Linked DNA regions of Gossypium hirsutum: region 1 is linked to region 2. Evidence: chromatin contacts called from public Hi-C data. All regions are on one chromosome and are shown on one strand. The core of a region is the stretch at or near the end of the contact, and the rest is flanking DNA. Distances in the headings are between cores, read along the strand shown.

Region 1 (5,822 bases), core at 16-2,515, 39 kb after region 2:
AAACCAGATAGATAGATACATGAAAACTTAGACCCCAGAGCTCTGTCTTTAAAGAATGCCCACTTCTAGACTCAATCTCTATTACTCTCTTCTTTTTTTTCTCTCTCTCTCTCTTCGGAAAAACTTGTATATAAATAAATGTCACTTCCTTTGCTTTCTGCACTCAACTCATGAACTTGAAAAGCTTTACTTGGATGGGTTGGTTGGGGGTGAGTATCTCTTGTTGGAGAAGCAGGGCACGTGCAAGTTCCTATGTTTAAGTGAACTTTGCACGTGCTCCCCTTCTCCACCGTGAGTTTCTCATTCTGATTGCTGATTGCAGTACTGAATCTGCAACTGCATCTCACCTCTTTGAAACTACAGATGTCGACCAGGACAAAAAAGGTAATCTATCATATATATGTTTATCTTTTACATTCCTCTCTTCACCTGCAATCATCAATTCTTCTTCCTTTTTTTTTTTTTGCTTTCACGCAAACAATTCAGTGTTTCCTGGCGCAAAAAATAAGCATCCAAGTTAAACATCAATTTGCAGAGAAGATATTTCTGATAACATGTAGGTTTTGCAGTTATATGTGCAGGGCCTTATATAATATATTATGAGATGAGTTCAATTTCTTACATTCACGATATCTAAGTAAGAAGTAAAACCAACAGATTTTGCAAGAAAAAGTTAGATCCATTGATTTGTTTGTCAATCTTTTTAACCAGTGAATAAATTGTTCTACAGGATACAAATGGATGCCTTATAAAATATGTTTTAACATTTCAACGAATGTAGATATACGAGTACTTGAAAAAAAAAAGAAAAGAAATGGGAATAAATTTCCAATTTTGGGTTATATTATTTGATCTAAGATGTACAGTGACAGAGGAGCACAGAAAGGAATGAGTTCTCCACTGAAAGGGGATTAATGTAATGTACTTTCCAGGAGAAAAAAAAAACAAAAAAACAAAAACAAAAGGGAAATGGTGATTTTGAAGAAGAAATGGGTCTGGGTTTTGACTAATATTATAACATGATAATGATGCACACAGATTGTACTTTGCGTGGTTGACTTGGGGCGAGAGAAGCGTACGGAGCACAAAATGAAGGTCTGAAACTGAAGAAAACACACACACGCTTGGTTCAACTGTCCCATTTGTCAAAGAAAGCCAAGCAAAGATGGTGTAATTGGCAGTCAAATGACTGGTTTTGGTAAGCAAAATGGCAGTACCTGGGCTGCTTCAATTCACTGGGCCTTAAAAACTGGGGGGATTTTTTCCTTGGTTTTGGTTAGGGCTTTTAACGAATGGGTTCGGAAAAAGAAGGGTAATTGGATAGGCCGAGTGAGTGTTGGGAATTGAAATAGATGCAGAGAATGGGAAATGAACCTTAAAATGCAAGCAATGGTGATGGAAGGATGGAGGCGTGTACTGGGACACGCAATGCACAGGTTTCGAGGCTTCTGCAAAAGACCAGACATACATTTAGACAATGATTTTGTCACATGCTAAACTCTTGACAAACATGGCAGCGAATCCTTTAAGAACTCTGAATCCTTTCTCTTTTGATTTTTTGTCCTGCAACCTATAACTTTTTTTTGTGTCTGCATGAATGCTCACACATGCAAGTTGTTTGTTCTTCAATTTAATGGACTGTCTTATTATTGTTAGTTTTTGACGATGTCATATGTCCAGATAGTTTTGTCCAAAATTTATTTGAACTTGTAAAATTATTTTGTCTTTATTGGTTTTTTTTATATAAATAAGCTTAAAATATTAATTGAAAAATTATACTCAAAAAATATTTTTGGCTGGTAATTATTCCAAAAAAGACTATCAATTCTGCAACAAAACCACTCATGCCCGGTAATGCAAGAGAAGCCATAGATAAGATACTGAACATCGTAAATATTTTGGGAATCGAAACGGCCATTCCGCCCATTTCGTCGAGATAAACAAGACGCATTCTATCATAACTCGTTCTTGCCAAGAAAAAAAGTGCAGCACCGATAAAGTCATGAGATATTATTTGTAAAATAGCTCCGTTGAGTCCCGTATCAGTTATCGAACCAATTCCTATAATTATGAAACCCATATGAGATACGGAGGAATAGGCTATTATTTTTTTTAAAATTCCGTTGACCAAGAGATGTTGAAGCTGCATAAATTATTTGCATTGTACCCACTATTATCAACCAGGGAGAAAATATGGAATGCGCCATTTTTCTTTTAAAATATATTTTTTTGTTTTTGTAAAGACGAAGAAAGAAATAATCTCTCCTATTTACTCCGTCGACGAAGAATCAAATTATCACTATATTTATTCCTTTTTCTACTTCTTCTTCCAAGTGCAGGATAACCCCAAGGGGTTGCGGGTTTTTTTCTACCAATTGGAGCCCTCCCTTCACCACCCCCATGGGGATGGTCTACAGGGTTCATAACTACTCCTCTTACTACAGGACGCTTACCTAGCCAACATTTAGATCCGGCTCTACCCAAACTTTTCTGGTTCACCCCAACATTCCCCACCTGTCCGACTGTTGCTAAGCAGTTTTTGAATATCAAACGGACGATTGTTATAGTGGAAGTTAATGTTTGCCAGTGGCATCACTTTCTTTTTTTTAATTATTATTTAATCATTAATTTTTTTAAAAAAATTGGGTGTTGTTACTATGTCAGATGATACTTAAATATTTTTTAAAATATCTATAAAAAATACGAATATTCACAATGGAGGAAAAAAGAAGGAACAAAATTTTGTTTAATAGGTAGAAAAATGTTTAATAGGTGTAACTGATCTGTCAAGTGACATTGGTTATATTTAAAAAAAATATCAGAGAAAAATAAGAAAAATAATATTTTTTATAAGTGTTGTCTGTGTCAGGCAACATCAGTGTTTTCTTATGGAATAGATAAATTTATTAGTGGTGTTGCCGACGTATCAAGCTGCACTGATGATCCTACCATGCTGTTAGGCGACACCACCCACTATATACCCCATCTTTGATGCAAAATCTAGATATGTTGAAGTGTTTGGTTTTTTGTTGAATTTTTTTCTAGAAGAAAAAAGAGGAAGAAAGATTTGTGTTTAGTACGGGAGAAAAGAAAATAAAAGAAAAAAAAATCAGTGTTCAGTACAATGGGAGAAAATAGAAAAAAATTATTTTTGTTGTTGGATGTTCGAAATTTGAGGAGAAATATTTATTTATGTTGGTGTTTTAGGAATACATTGTGATAATTTTAACATTTTAAATTCATGGTAATGCGGTGACATTAAGAGATCCATACATTTTATTTACCGTGTGGAGAGTGCACCATCACCTTAGAAGATGTCGCATTGCAACTTGGGCTCCCAATTGATGGTGGTTATGTAGTCACGGGTTCAAGTATAGTGTTCAAAGCTGCGCATGAAAAACTTCACTAGTTGACGGTGGTTATGTGATCAAATTTCATGTCACCAGAAAAGGATATTTTAAAAACTACATACATAAATTTGAGAGGGAAAAAATGAGTTTAATCAACTCATTCTTTTTCTCCATCAAAGTAGTGTCATTAACTTTATTGTCCAAAACCTGTGTCAGAGGTGGGAGCAAAAGACTGATGACAAGGGAAGTGATAGTGAAAGTGGAAACAAGCTTAAACACAACTCGGGAAGACAACGCTTTTAGTTATTAAAGTGGTGCATGAAAGAAGGGTAAAGTGATAAAAAACAATTGAAAAAAAAAATTTTAAAAAGAAGAAAATATGGGGAACCCATAACCGCTACTGTCATGTGATTATTCCAACTATAATTTGTATCATTATCATATAAGTTAAAATGATAGTGGGGATCATCATATTTTGATCCGTTATTCATGTAACTAGAATTACCAAAAATATATAAAAAAAATTTCCAGTTCACTCAAAAAAGAATGACCATTATTAAGCTCAAAAAATTTATTTTTACTATCAAAATATATGGAATAATTGGCCTGACCATCTGGTGAAATTTTTTTTACTATCACTATTACTACTATTGACTTAAAATTTTTTTAATAGGTGTAAAAAAAATTTAATAGGTGAAAAATATTTTAACGGGTATTCACGGTGAAAAAATATAGTTTAGGAAGTAAGGAGAGAGAGAGGGAAAAAAAGAAAATAGAAAAAAATAAAGAGTGGAGAGAGCCTGTGAGTAGCACCAAGCTAACATCCTGCCACCGATGTGACCGGACGGTCACGGGCTCCTCCACATCCTTTATTTTTTTTGTTAGATTCTTTTTTTTTCTTTCACTATAAAAGGAGGGTTTGGTCCCCCTACCCTATCAGCCACCACCGAAGGAGAAAAAAAAAGAGCTTGGTCTTCAATTTTTATTTATTTATTTTGTGTTTATTGTTAGAGGTTTGTTTGTGTTGGTGTAATAGGCTAATTTTGGCTTGGGCCCGAAAAAAAAATAATAACCGAATAAATAAAGTCAAAGGATGCAATCGGTCGAAAACAAGCCAAAAATGGCCAAATTGTAAGATAATCATTAAATTGGGGTCAAATCAAAAAGATGGAGAAAGCCAAGGAGTTATCAAATTTTGTTGACTTGGTAAAAAGCCAAAAATAGGAATATATTATTTTATTTTTATTTTTTTATTAAATTAATTAGGCTATTTTTAGTAAACCCCATGTATATAAACAGGGATATTTTGTTCTTTGGGAAAAAATGACTTTTGTATTCCTACTTCAATTTGGAATTGAATTATTCTCTCTTTTCCTATTTCTATTGGAATTGAATTATTTTCTTTTCTCTTTCAATTTGACGTGGGATTTTTTTCCATTTCATTTCAATTTCTTTGTTTTTTCTAAATCCGTTCAATTGCTTTTAGCTCTTCCCTTTTTTTATTGTTTTACAAATAAGTTTTTATTATTTTTAATTTTGGCCCTAAAATTTGTTTTGACTACATTTTGGTCCTCCTTGAAGCTGTACGTTTTGGAAGGTAGGGATTATTTCCCTTTTGGTCCCTTCTTGTTATTCGCATGTTTAAATTGGTCCATTTCCTTTTATTTATTTTTGATTTGCCCCAAAATTTTGCTTTAAGGTTCGATTTAATCTTTTTTTTTGCTATTTTATTATCAAATTAACTAATTTAATATATTATTGCTATTATTATTATGTTTCTATTTATATTTATTTTGTTATTCTAATACTATTATTATTTATCTAATTATTATTTATCTATTTATATTTCTACTATTATTATATTTCTATTTCTATTTATATACTAATATTATTTTCATTATTATCTTTCTTATATATGTTTTTTTTACTCTTGTTATTAACATTTTATTTATTTATTTATATCGTGTTGTTATTTATTTATTTATGTCCTCTTATATAATTTTAAAAATTTTATTATTATTATTATTATTATTATATTTCTATTTCTATTTATGTATTAATATCAATATTTTTTATTTTTTTATATTATTATTATTATCATTATTATTACTATTAGTACTATTATTATTTTCTATTATTATTACTAGTATTATTATTAGTTATAGTATATTTATTCACAAATTGCTCCCTTAATTTTATTTATATTTTAATTTACTCTTCTATTTTCAATATTTTACTAACTACTTTCTTCAATATCTGTTTTTATATCTATTTATGTATTCACTAGTCCTTATTGTACCATAAAAATCGGTTTTGTCTTGTTCAGTGCCTATTTTGTTTTTGTTATCATTGAAATTATTTGTTGTTTATTTTATCTTATTTCCCTTCAATTGTTCGTGTTGGTATTAAAGTGATAGTATGTGGTTATTGCATTATGTATACTAGGATTTGTTAGTATTTCCATATTATAGA
Region 2 (5,938 bases), core at 465-2,964:
TAGAAAAGGAATTGAGTAGTAAAGAACAAGCAATAGTTATAACACTCACCTTTAGGTCTTGCCATGAAGCAGAAGAAGGTAAACCAGTCACCAAAACTGCATATAAAGGGATTATGAGGTTAGAACACAGCAGCAGTTTGCCAAACTACAAAGATGATTTGGAAAACTATACATACCACGATAGTCAGAGCGCCTGGAAGGCCCACGGCTACTGCTACCACTGTAACTACTATAACGATCCACAGATGAAGAAGGTCTTCGCCCACCATGAGCAAGTTCAACCTAAAAATAAAGAATCATAACCATTATCAGGCAGGCAGAAAGCTATAAAACTAATATATATGAACTAAACAAGATTAGCTACAAACCCTTAGACGATTCCCATCAAAGTTATAACCATCTCGACCACGAATTGCATCTTCAGCATCACGAGGATCCTCAAACTGCAATATGCAATTGTTAGATTACTGAAACCTAAAAACTGATTTCCTATTATTCTTTGCCTCAAATCACAAAATATTAAAACTCACCTCAACAAATGCATAACCAGGGGGCCTTGGTGGGATCTTCAAGTCAATATCAACAATGGGTCCATACTGCAATATAAAAACATAAAATACTAAGCAAGCGGCAAACCTCCAAAACAAGATAAAGCAATGCGTTAAACAGTAATTTGGAAACCCAAAATTGATTAATCCAACAAAATTATTTCTTCCTCTTTTTTCTTTTCTTTTTTTTTTTTTCACACAGCTAGTTATGCCATATCTCCACTACCCAAAGTTAAAACTATAAAAATAGGTCACATTAGAGCAACTTTTGAAACTATTTAGTAAAATACTGCAAGAATGAACATAGATGATGATTTAAGAATAACAAGGGAAAAGAAAACCTTGTAAAATAAATCTTCAACTTCCCTCATACGAGTATCCCCAGGCAGATTGCCCACATAGAGCGTGCGGCTTGAACGGCCCATTTTTCCCTGAAACAATACCCAATCTTAATCTAGAAATACAAAAAAGGCAAGTAACAAAAAAAAATGGCGGTTTCAGTGATAAACAGGTTCATCCAAGACATAGGAAAATTTCGAAGAAAATTTGAAGAACAGAGAATACAGAGAAAAGGTCGGGTTGTAGGGATTTAGATGATAGATAATTCTGGAAGGTTATAGAAGAAGGGCTTCGTGGGTGGCTTTGAAACGATGAAAATTAAAAAAGACAAAACATGAATCTTTTCAACTTAACCCTATGCAATGGTTTGTCACGTGTTGGTGTTTGATTTCTTTCTTTTTTGAAATTTCCAGTTGAAGCTGCTTTACGGTTTTACCCCCTCCTTCCTGGAAGTATCAGACGTGTTTTGAGCCTGTTGTGATTATTTTGCTATACGGAAATTTGGTTTGTAAGTTTAAAATATGTAATAAAATGGATCATTTTCTTCTAAAATCACTTTTGTATTAGATTTTTTTAGTGGCTTATATCAAATTTGAAGAAGTAAAAAGTTTGTATACAAGAAATAAGGACATCTTCAAGAAAATGGAGTACAGAATGAGTTTTATGGTTGCTTCATGGAAGCGTTTGAGTTGTTGACATTATGAGAATTCTTAAGTAGGAGCAGTTGTGGTCTGGAGAAAGATTGTTTATTTAGAAATCTTTGAGGAGGATTGGAATACATAAGCATGAATCTTTATTCAAGGAGGCTACTAATGGAGTGACTAGCGAAATATGCTTCAAAACTCAAAATATCTTTCCCTTTTTATCTTTTATTATGTACAAAAAAAATCCCGTTATTATGAGAATTATCAAGACAAAAACGAATATTTGGTTACCATAACTAATTAAACCTTGGGTTAATACTTTTTTTGCTCATCATATATTAGCAAAATTTAATTTGATTTTTGAATACTAATTTAAAACCTACTTTATTGGCTAACTACAACTCTTGCTATCACCCAACCTTGTTAAGAACATAAGTCAAGTAAAAGAATAGTTGTAATCGCTCAAGTCGATGGATTTTTTTATATATAATACACTTAACTCATCAACCTTTGACATCTCTATGTCAACTGACCTAATCAAATCCACTTATTATTGATTGGTTCAATTGGTTAAGTTAATTAACTCAATTTTTTGGATTGGATGGGGTAGATTATTTGGAATTAGGTTATTCAATTATTAGGTTGGATTCAATTTAAATTATATATTTGTCGATTAAATCTTAGTTCGATTGTCATGGACATTATTGTCAATACAGGTGGATGTGGATTCGAGTACGCTGACGCGCATTATCCTCCTATTTGTGGGTTGAGGAGAGACTATGGATAGTTCTAGGCATTGTGTTAAAAAGAGTAGATATGATCAAAACCTATAATGAGATTGTTAAAAAAATTAAATTATAGACTTATATATAATATTATAAATATATTTACAATAAATAAAAATAATGTAACACCCTAATTTTGGGCCTAGTCGGAACCATTAATCCGAAGTCGGAGAAATTATTTTTTATTTTATGTGTTATAGCATGATTATATGAGTGTATGGAAATTTTGGTGAATTAATTTTAGCTATTTTGTGCTTAATTGCGAAAAAGGACTAAATCGCATAAAGTGCGAAAGATTTGTTCTACAAGCTAATGTTGTTAAATAGCTATAAACACTAAATTAGAGGTCCTTAGTGAGCAAATAGATCAATAAAAATTAGTGGCTGAACATGGAGACAAAGAAATTGAAAAGTCAAAATTTGGTGGGCATTAGGTGACTTATTTAGTAATAAAATAAAACAAAAAGGAAAAATGTTGTCATCTTTTCATCTTTCTTCTTCATCCACCGAAAATGGCTGCAAACATAGGGCTTTTGAGAGCCCAAACTTTCGGCCACTTAGTTCTCTTGCAAGTAAGTGTTTTTGAAGGTCTTTCTTGATAATTTTTGTATCTTTATGACCCTTGTAGCTTAAGCTAACTAATGGAGGGACTAGTTTATAAAATGGTTGAGAGTCTAGGGTTTTGCCACGTGAATACTCATTTTTTTTGTTGAATTTTTATGAAAGAAAATGAATCTTGGTTGTTTAATTAACAACTTTTGTGAAAGGATTTTTTTCATGAAACCACCTAAAATGGACCTTTTTGTAAAGGTTATAAAATAGGTGATAAATGTGTGGAAAAATTGAAATTGAGAGTTTCTATAAGCTTAAATCAGTTTCAGCTAGGCTTGGTTAATGAGGAAATTCGATGAAAATCGTTTTACGGGCCTAGGGGCAAAATCATAATTTTGTGAAAGCTTAGGGGCAAAACTGTAAATTTGCCAAAGTATGTTTTATGGGCAGCTAGCAATAATTATAAAAATTCGGCTAAGCTTGGGTTGTGTTTAATTTCATGAATTTTGCACTTTTATGTGATAGGTACTAAATTGCAAGAATGTGAAACATTAGGGGCAAAAGTGTAAAGTTGTCCTAATGTGAATTTTTGGACTAAATTGTATAAATTGATGACTAAATAAGTAAAATTTGTTATTTTATAGATTGGGAGAGACGATATCTGGACAAAGAACGAGGGAAAACAAAGTGTTGGGTTAGTCGACTTAATTAATTATTTCAGCGAACGAGGTATGTTTATATGGTTAGTTGACAATGATCAATTATTAAATTAGAAATGATATAATGTATTATTATTACGTACAATTGTTATCAAATCATGATAATATGAGATTGAATTGAAAGATCAATTTAAGAAAAATGCAGGGTCGAGTACAATCAGACTAAGACTCGTGATGAATTGACGGAAAAAACCATGGTTGGACCATGGCGATATGAGAGCCGTGTAAGACCATGTCTGGGACATGGCATCGGTCTCGGTATGTGTCAATGTAATACCATGTCTAGGACATGGCATCATCACCGGTATATGCGAGCCAGTGTAAGACCATGTTTGGAACATGGCATCGGTATTGTTATGTGAGCCAGTGTAAGACCATGTCTGGGACATGGCATCGACCTCAATATGCGAGCCAGTGTAAGACCATGTTTGGAACATGGCATTGGAATTGTTAGATGTGTCGGTGTAAGAACATGTCTAGGACATGGCATCGGCACCGATGTATGAGAGCTAGTGTAAGACCAGGTCTGGGACATGGCATTGGCATTTTACCCTTTTATATGAGGCTTATCAGGTATCCTTTAGTATTTTAACTGGTTCAATGGGTGATTTAAAAATTGTGTCATGATTAAAAAACGTTATAATTATGTTGCAAGTGGCACAGGTATGTGTGCAAAACTCATGAGAAATGATTTCGGTTTATGATGCACCTTTGGTAAGGATGCAAATAAGTAAGTCATGCTCATGAGAATGATTTTGTGATGACCTTGTGATTATGGGTCTATGCTTATGATGTATAAATATGTATTTTTACCATGATGGTTGAAATGATTTGTAAATGTGTTATAAACTTAGTTATCATTATTTTACACTAAAATAGTTTTGGACAACAGCAGTAGTCCAACTTTGAAAATCCACCAAAAATTGTGGAAATTGAGTTAGAGATTGAATAAAATATGAAATTAAAGCTTATCTAGTCTACTTTCACATAGAGGAAACAACGTAAGCAAAAGAATTTCATGTTATGAGATATTTGGATTTCTGTGAGACAGGGCTAGAGTGATGCCGGGTTCCTTTGTCTTATCTTTGGAAAATCCTTAAAAATTGTATGAAATTAATTATAGGTTAGAATTCATATGACTATTTTTCAAGAGAAATAGACGGAAACATTGTCTGAACCCCGTACTGTGAGATAATTAATTTTTAGTAAAGAAAAGGTTGAAGCTGTCAAATAGCAGAACAGAGGTAATTTTGAAAAATAAACTGTACTTATTGGATAATCCATAAATTCTAAAAATTTTATAGTAGAAAGATATATGAGTCTAGTTTCAAATTCTTTTAACGGATCTTAATTTAGAATTTTGTAGCTCAAGTTATCAATAATTTAGTGACTATGACTCGCGTAGACAGTTTGTCTGGAATATGAATAAATGGTGGAATTATGTACAATTATGATTGTGTTACCTTGAGAACATGTTGTGAGAATATGACAAAAACATGTCAATAAATTTCTTATTATTTTCATATGTACTTACTAAGCTATATAGCTTACCCTTTCCTTTTTCCTTATTTTATAGTGTTACTAAGCTAGCTTGGGTAGGAGATCATCGGAGATTCTATCAAACTATCCAGCTTTTGAAGGTTATATATGATTTCATGCACTTTAATTCTATGGCATGTATAGGGACTTAGTCAATTGGGTATGTGTCATTTGATTTGGCCAAATGTATTAGCTCATAATGGAATAGGATTCATTTTGTATATGGCCATGAGATATGGCTCATAATGGTTATTAGGTTGTAAACCTATTCATATATGCATGCATGTGCTAAAGGTTTCATATGGTATGGTCATGTGTGTTTGGTATGGATGAATTGCGAATGTGCCCTAGATTACTTGATGGTTTTAAAATGACTAAATTGGCCCATGGATAAACCTTGGCATGAGTAAGAAGTGTAAGAACGTGTTAACGATAATCATGGCATGAAGTTGATACGTTTAAACTAGGTAAAGTATGGTGCCTTATGCATGAATATATCGATATGGAATTGCCACAAAAAGTTCCATTGAAGTTATGTTTAAGTGCTAACGAGGGTGCCAAATGGCTTGGTAAATAGCCATTTTCTGGGCCACACGGGTAGAAACACGGCCGTGTGTCTCATCCGTGTGGAGGACACGATCTAGCACATAGGTGTGTGACTTGGCTGTGTGACCTTATATCATTGCTGATGTCATAAACAGAGAGCTACACGGGCTGGGGACACGGGCGCGTCCCAATTCACACGGGCGTGTGTGAGCACACGGCCTAACCCACACAGGCGTGTGACTCTTCAAAACTAGAAAATTTTCTAAG

What was found. A called contact is a pair of places that touch in the nucleus more often than the background predicts.
Region 1: a Hi-C map of fibers shows a contact between it and region 2, with 2.2 times the contacts expected there. The contact joins the enhancer-like site here to the promoter of LOC107893639 in region 2. A contact is called at or near these places in 6 of 34 Hi-C or Micro-C datasets (anther, fibers, leaf and 1 more).

The regions. Positions count from the first base shown.
Region 1 is chrA13:77,358,451-77,364,272 of Gossypium_hirsutum_v2.1, forward strand. No RefSeq gene overlaps it. Among protein-coding and RNA genes, the nearest start is that of LOC121212843, 6.2 kb to the right of the region's middle. Within about 2 kb of position 1,266, at least 2 of the 9 cell types and tissues checked have an H3K27ac peak or open chromatin away from gene starts, as enhancers often do. A contact at or near this core is called in fibers and leaf, where this site is marked.
Region 2 is chrA13:77,319,122-77,325,059 of Gossypium_hirsutum_v2.1, forward strand. LOC107893639 (serine/arginine-rich splicing factor SR30) reads right to left here and starts at 1,715. Exons shown (of 15, transcript XM_041085012.1): 1 at 890-1,715; 2 at 531-596; 3 at 369-443; 4 at 177-282; 5 at 50-96. The coding sequence starts at 973.